2 separate regions of the Astyanax mexicanus genome follow, and region 2 is linked to region 1. Evidence: chromatin contacts called from public Hi-C data. All regions are on one chromosome and are shown on one strand. The core of a region is the stretch at or near the end of the contact, and the rest is flanking DNA. Distances in the headings are between cores, read along the strand shown.

Region 1 (3,889 bases), core at 839-3,338:
TCGCGGCCTGTTGGAGACATGGAGACGTTTGTGCACTGTGCCTATGGGATCCAGCGGCTTCCTGTGGTGTTTAATGTCATCGCATTTGGTTTGTATTTGGTTTGTAAGCGCTGCAATACATGGAGAAGTAATACATAGAGAGCTTCGGTTACAGTGCATTACCGGCTAATGATGTCACTCATAAAACGCCTCTCAGCCAATCACATTACAGGGTCAGAACTAACTGTTGTTTGTTACTGACAATATCCACAGTATTCTCAAAAAATGAAGTATAATGTGTATTTATCGTCTTCATCACCTTTATCTCTAATATTTATTTTCTGTACTGAATTGTACTGCTGACCAGCAAGTATGCTTAACATGTGGTGTTGTCCGAGTGTTCTTATGTACTTAGAGAAACTGCAGGAGTCCAGATTAATCACTGTTGATATGACTCTGTTTATTGTTAAGGAGATGCAGCATAAGCACAAGCTTGGAGTCTGTCTGTGTTTGTTTGGAAATGATGTCTCATGTGGAGTTTGTCTGGACTGTGGAGCACATGTTTTTAGTTTATTATTATTTTTTTTATGTTAATGGCACATTTTCTGTGTGTTACAGTCAGTTTACAGTTCAAAACTTGAAGCGTGTTTGTTTGTATGACACAACTAGTAAGGCATTTTATCTAGTCCAGTATGTCTTGAGTTCCTTCTTGGTTTTGTTTCCTGCAAATCTGGTGGTCCGTGTGCATAAAGGGAAGCAGCTCCTGACTGGGGTTCAGAAGGGTGGTGACCAATGCTTGGATCTGCAGAAATGATCCTCATAGAATGCAAAGACCGACATGATAAGTCATATAACTAACTCTATGCGTTTCTGTGTTTTGCTTTATAGCTCATAGACACTTTCTCTACTGAGATCTCAGAGCTGAAGCAGGAGATGGTTCAAACAGCCAGAGACCCTGATACTAAGCTCCTACAAGGGTGAGTTCATTATCCTTTTCTCTCTCATTCTATTGCTATAACTATTTTTATATAGCTATGCTTATACAGTAGGTGACACAACAGTCATTGGGGTGTTTAAAATTAATTGTCACTTTAGTAACCCTTACAATATTGATCTCAGTTGTCTCTTTTCTTAAACAGATCATAGACTTACTGTCTAAATGTATTTTGCCAAAGAAAACTAAAATCTTGTATCACACAGTTTTGTATTGCAAATATCTGTTTTTAATTTAGTATTTGTTGTTTGTTTCTATTGTTTATCTTGTTTTGCATGGCATATTATTATACAGAACAGTGTCTTCAAAAATGTTTACTTCTTGTTTTCTCTGGCAATGCTAACTGTTGACCAGTAGGAGGAGCATATTACTGTTTATGTATAGCTTCATGGCATATTAAGAAAAATATAAAATAATAAAATAATTTGAGAAACGTTTGCAGTATTTGTGGTTTGGCTTCTTTTAGCTTGTCTGACTTAATGTTAATTTTAAACTTTTTATTAAGTTTAAAATGGTTGTGTTAGATCATGGGTGTCAAATCTGTCCTCATTGAGCCGGGGTGGCTGCAGAAATAATATATAATAAAATTATATATATATACAGTATTTATTATTTATTTATTTTATTTTACAATATTGCCCTGCCCTAATTGACCGCCACTAAAATTTGCCAGTGTGAAGTTTTTTGTGTAAGGTTTTTGTGAAAAAACACCAATCACTAAAATCGCAAGGCATTTTCCCCTTTTTACAGATACTCATTACTAAAGGCTGCAGTGCACAAATAAAACCCATTTTCATTGCTTGGGTTTTTAATTATGCTAATTTGTCACAGTGTATTTTAAATCAATCATAATACGTTATGTTCATAGGTGTCTGTCCAAATTTCTCTCCTCATTTTTGACAAGATATGGCATGTCTAAGTATATGACAACAAATACGTAATTAGTTTTCTGCATTTGTGCGTTCCTCCCTCTCTCTGCAGGCTAGAGGGTGAGGTGAGCGGCCTGTTCCTGCAGTCGTCTGTCTGCACTGGTGCCGTGGGGGTCCGCGACTCGGGCTATGACTCTTTGCGCCGGCGCATGAGTGTTCTCGATAGACTGACGCACACACACTCCGTCTGGCTGCTGCTTTCACTAAGCGATGACGACGCAACTCGCATTCTGGAGGCACAGCCGCCAGGGGTGAGGCTGCTGTATGCATACACACACCCTACGTTGTTCGTCATGTCACAGTAACAACAAGTGTCAGTATTTGTCAATTGTTATCTCTGACCTTTGGTTTGAGTTTTAAATGCCTTATTAATGCAAGGATTATTTCTAGACTGCTGATGCTGTACAGCACATCATCTGTGCTGATGCTGCATCATGATGTTGCTCAGCCTGACCTGTGTGACCCCATACTTAAAATTCAGTAATGTATGCAATACTAATGCATTAATAGAATTTAATTAATTAATTAATGTTGTTTTTCCCCCCACCTCTGTGAATCACGTAGACCTTCCTGGTGAGGAGGTCATCTAAGCTCCAGAAGAAGGTTATTTCCCTGCGAATGGACAGCGACAGTACCGCATTGACTGTGAGGGACTTCCCAGTCAAAGAGAGCCAATACAGTAAGTGCCACCCAATTCCAGTGTACTACCAACTACACTATATCTCTTTTCTGCTTTTCACTTCCCTCTGCTGGGTACTTATTTTTAAAACTGGTCCGGTTTTACCACTCTTTTTTTTTTTTTTTTTTTCTTTTAATCTCTATTGATCCACTATCTCTGGCCAAGTGTAACAAAAGCTACAGTGACTCAGAGAGTGAGCTAAATTTGGCTACATGGCTAAGTGTCTTCAGACTCTGCTGGGTTTCTGTGATACTGCACACACACATTTGCTTTGTCCTTTATCAGCCTTTCTTTTGTTTAAAAGTGAAATGATTGTGTTGTATTAACCAAGCTAAAAAAACATCAAAATTAGAATTCATAAAAAACATTTAATGCGGTTTTCAGTGTTTGTTTAGTGTTGTTAAGGAGAATTCGGTGCTTTCTGTTGTTTAAAATGATACATTTCTAACACTATAGATAAGAGACACAGGTCAAAAGAAAAGTCATATGCCTTGTTTAGCTTAAAAAAACAACTTCTATTTAGATTTTAATCAGTGACTGGTTTCCTCATTCATAATGTCTCTGCAGAGGAGATGTGCCTAAACATACAGCTCTGGGAAAAAAATAAGAGACCACTTAAAAATGATAAGTTTCTTTGATTTTACCAAATTAAAAATCAAGAGGAAGATGGATGATCACTTTTTGCACCAGGAGTGGCATAAAGTTATCTGAAAGCAGTGTGTAAGACTGGTGGAGGAGAACATGCCAAGATGCATGAAAACTGTGATTAAACACCAGGGTTATTCCACCAAATAAAGATTTCTGAACAATTTCTAATTTTCTATAAATAAATGCTCTAAATGACAATATTTTTGTTTATAATTTGGGATAAATATATATAGAATACAACAACAATGTTTATTTTTCTCAAACATATACCTATAACATATACCCAAACATATACTGTTTTAGGAACTGATGAACTGATTCATTCACATTATAGGCATGTATATATCAACAACAGTTCATAAATGTTAACCCTTAAGTTCTGGTCTGATCTGATTTAAGCAACAAAAAAAAAACAGTACCAGGCAGTTTCCTCTTCCTCTCTCTTCCCCCTGTCCTGTGTGTGAGCATGGAATCCCCCGGTTACAGATTGATTTTGAACAACCAATAGACTGTGGGGATATTCACTGAAAATGACATACGTGTACTGTATAAATATTCCTTAATACACCTTTAATTCATAATTCATGTTTTATTTCATAAATAATAAAAAATCTGGACTTCAGAAGGATTTAGATGCAGACCTCTGTAACAGCAGCAGTG
Region 2 (3,889 bases), core at 449-2,948, 44 kb before region 1:
ATTTTTTATGTGGTGGTATGAAAAACACTAAATGTTGGGAGGAGGAATATGCGTGAAGCCCTGCCTCTTAATCTAACATTGTATAAAATACAATCCATACTTCACTTACATGTTTATGATGAGTCTCCTGTCTCCTGTCTTCAGCTCTGTCATCTCTCCTTCCTGACTACATTGATAAAAGGGGGGTTAAAGATACCTGAACTTCAGCCCAAAAAGTTCCCTCCCCTCTCTTTTTAGTCTCCTCCCAGTAATCCATTTTATTTACTTTTTATGACAGTTTTTTATATTTTCAGTACAATTACAATTAGTATAAGTACAATTACAATTACAAAAAAATTTATCACATTGAAACCTTAACTTTAGGCAGAATATTTACAAATATCTTGGCCTGTTAAGCGGTTAGTTGTTTCTACTACTTCTACTGCTATTTCTACTACTACTATTGCACTGCCTGGCCAAAAAAAGTCACCACCAAAAAAGAGGTCACACACTCATATTTGGTTGGATCGCCTTTAGCTTTGATTGGGTCACGCATCCACTGTGGCATTGTTTCGATAAGCTTCTGCAATGTCACAAGATTTATTTAAATCCCGTGTTGCATTAATTGTTCACCAAGATCTTGCAGCGTTGATGCTGGTAGAGTCTGACCACTGCACAAAGCCTTCTCCATCCAACACATTCCAAAGATTCTCAATGAGGTTAAGATCTGGACTCTGTGGTGAACTCTCTCAATCCATGTGTGAAAATGATGATCTCATGCTCCCTGAATCACTCTTTCAATATTCCAGCCCCATGAATCCTTGGAATAGGGCTGTGTCATCCATTGATGGAATAACCTGGTCTATATTCAGTATATTCAGGTAGTCAGCTGACCTCCTTCTTTCAGCACATACTGTTGCTGAACCTAGACCTGAACAATTGCAGCAATCCCTGATCATTTACTTCCAGGTGGTGACGTTTTATTTGTCAAGACAGCAACAACAACAACATCAACAACAATAATAATAATAAAAATCATAATATTTAAAAAATAACAACAACAATAATAATAATAATAATGTTTTTTCTATAATATTATGTTTTTAATCTATTTTAATGTTTTTTTATAATATTATATTTATATTAAACAATGTCATTTTTTTCTTTTTGCTATTTAATTAGCTATAAGCTGAATCCATATTTTTCATAATTTATGAATACATTGTTTATATAGATTTATATAGAAATGTATTTCTTTTTTTTGTTCATTTACGATACAAATAAAAAAATATGTCCTTGTTATTTGTGTATGTATATATTTATTTATTGGTTTAAAAAAAAAAAATTCTTGACAAAGAAATGCAAATATCCTCACACAAAACATTAGCGCCTACGTAGTGATACAGTGGAGTGGTGTGACCTGAACATAACTATACTTTGTATATAAATAAATAAAAAGCTGTACTGCAGCGTGCAACAGGCTGCCCTCCAGACGGTGTGAATCACCTTCAGAATATTTAGAAATCTATAATAAAAGTCTAATGGTTGAATTAAATTAACATTTTTTAAAAACATTTCTCGTGTATAAAAATTTAAACGCGCGTGTTTGTGATGTTAAAAAGTGTGATTCATTGTTTTGTTTTTTGCGTTCCTAGGTTTTTTGTTGATTTTTGGGTTGTTTTGGTTTTTTGCGGCTGCGCTCAGGGCTTATGGGAATTGTAGTTCAGTGATAACTCCCAATGTTCTGCCAACATTGCTGTGACGTTGCGGTAACGTGATAACGCCTGCTGGTTGGGGACAGTTGGATAAGCACTTCCGCCTCTTTATCTCTCAGTGTTTCTTATTGGGAATCTTGTGAAGTGTGTTCAGCTCGTCAACTGTGTTTACTGATAGAAACTAGCCGCGCTGCCCGCGGGCTCGCCGAGTTGCGTAATCCATGGAAACGAACAACGGGAACGGGTCAAACTGGGCGATCCAGCGGCGAGTGGAGGGACTGGTGAACAAACACATGGCAGACATGGCACTGGAGACGCTCCAGCAGCGGCTTTCCGCTGTCTCTGAAGAGATCAACCATCTGACTGATGACAGATCCCGGAGAGAAGACGCTCCTAAAGCGGCGGAAGAAGCGCCGCGGCGGACTGAGACCAACTTCAGATCAGAGTCCTCCTACCCCCCCGCAGCAGCAGCAGGAGCGAGAGCGGGGGAAAAGTTAATGCTGAACACACCATCATCATCTTCACTGTCCTCGTCATCATCCTCATCATCACCAGCAGCAGCAGCAGCCCAATCATCAGGTAGGCAGTGACTGCAGATCTGATCAGAGAGCTGCTCAAGTTTACTGCACACCACCACACTCACTCACTTTCCCTTTATAGCTACTTACAGCTCTGAAAAAAAAGTATGAGACCACTTCAGTTCTAAATCAGTTTCTCTGATTTTGCTATTTATAAGTTTATGTTTGAGTAAAATTAACTTTGTTGTTTTATTCTATAAACTACGAACAACATTTCTCCCAAATTCAAAATAAAAAATAGTCATTTAGAACATTTATTTGCAGAAAATGAGAAATGGATGAAATAACAAAAAAAGATGCAGAGCTTTCAGACCGTAAACAATGCAAAGAAAACAAGTTCATATTGATAAAGATTTAAGAGTTTAGAAATCAATATTTGGTGATTTTTTTTTAATCATAGTTTTCATGCATCTTGGCATGTTCTCCTCCACCAGTCTTACACACTGCTTTTGGAAAACTTTATGCCACTCCTGGCAAAAAAGGCAAGCATTTATAACAAAGCTCTAATAGAAAAAGATTAAATAAACATTATTTTGCTGCATTACAGCATTTAATGTTGATAATATAAATACAACCTTTACGCAACCTTTATTTAACACTGTCTACTAGGCCTTGGTTAGTGTTGAAATTCTGACATTAAATCAACGTTTATTTAACATTTTTTGAGTGGTTGAGATTCTTCTACACTTACAATTAATATTTTTAGGTGAAAACCGCTCCACACAGGATTATTATTATTATTATTATTATTAATTGTAATTCTCTTTGCTGCAAGGACACAGTTCGAGCTATAAGAATAGAATACAAAAATTATATTTAATGTAATTGTAAGTTTAACATAAAATTGCTGTGCACTTAATGCAAACAAATTAATCAGTTCTTACATTAGTAAGCATAACATAAGCATTGTTTTAGAGCATTGAAGATAAAATAACAATAATAATAAAAATTAACATTCAACAGTCTTTTGTTTATCTAAAAGTATTTTAATATGTCAAATTATAAGGGCATAACCTAATACACCATGTATGAAAAAAAGTCTTTTTAGTATTTTCAAGTAGTATTTCTAAAGTTCTTAAAAAATATTGTGTCCAAATAGCATTTTGGGCAAAGCGAGTGTTATCCATTTATTTCCTGCTGCTTGGATTTGTCAGGGAATAAGTATACCAGCAAACACAGTTGTTGTGTGTTGTGACAATGTACAGTATATTTTTGGTGCCAAAAATTTGTCACAACCTTGAACTGTACTATGCTCTAGAATATATGATATGCTGTATTCTCGTTATAGAAATAAAATAATGGACCATGATTGGGGTGTTAAAATGTTATAAAATGGTTGTCCTATAACTAAAAAGGAATGCTAGTTAAAGATTAGGTTGTGACAATTTTGTTACAGAAATGTAGAAAAATCATAACAGTGCAACCTTTTCAGGATTTAATAGCAATATTTTGAGACAATGTTTTACCAACATTGTCTGTTTGCTAACCAGCAATAGATTTTAATAGGTAACAACAGTGTCTCAATGTAACTGTTTTCACTAGATATCACACAAATACTTCAACAACTTTATATGGGAAGGGAAATAACAGCTCCTAACCTATACAGGTTTGATTCCC

Evidence for each region. Hi-C and Micro-C count contacts between places; a contact is called where the count stands out from the background.
Region 2: a Hi-C map of blood shows a contact between it and region 1, with 3 times the contacts expected there. The contact joins the promoter of si:dkey-187a12.4 here to the enhancer-like site in region 1. A contact is called at or near these places in 2 of 3 Hi-C or Micro-C datasets (blood and muscle).

What each region holds. Positions count from the first base shown.
Region 1 is chr7:36,119,565-36,123,453 of AstMex3_surface, reverse strand. rin2a (Ras and Rab interactor 2a) reads left to right here. Exons shown (of 12, transcript XM_007252224.4): 3 at 868-956; 4 at 1,955-2,153; 5 at 2,467-2,581. Among protein-coding and RNA genes, the nearest start is that of eef1a1a, 4.1 kb to the right of the region's middle. Within about 2 kb of position 2,088, the one cell type or tissue checked has an H3K27ac peak away from gene starts, as active enhancers do.
Region 2 is chr7:36,162,675-36,166,563 of AstMex3_surface, reverse strand. It overlaps si:dkey-187a12.4, which reads left to right and starts at 1,698. Exons shown (of 4, transcript XM_007252226.4): 1 at 1,698-2,273. The coding sequence starts at 1,916.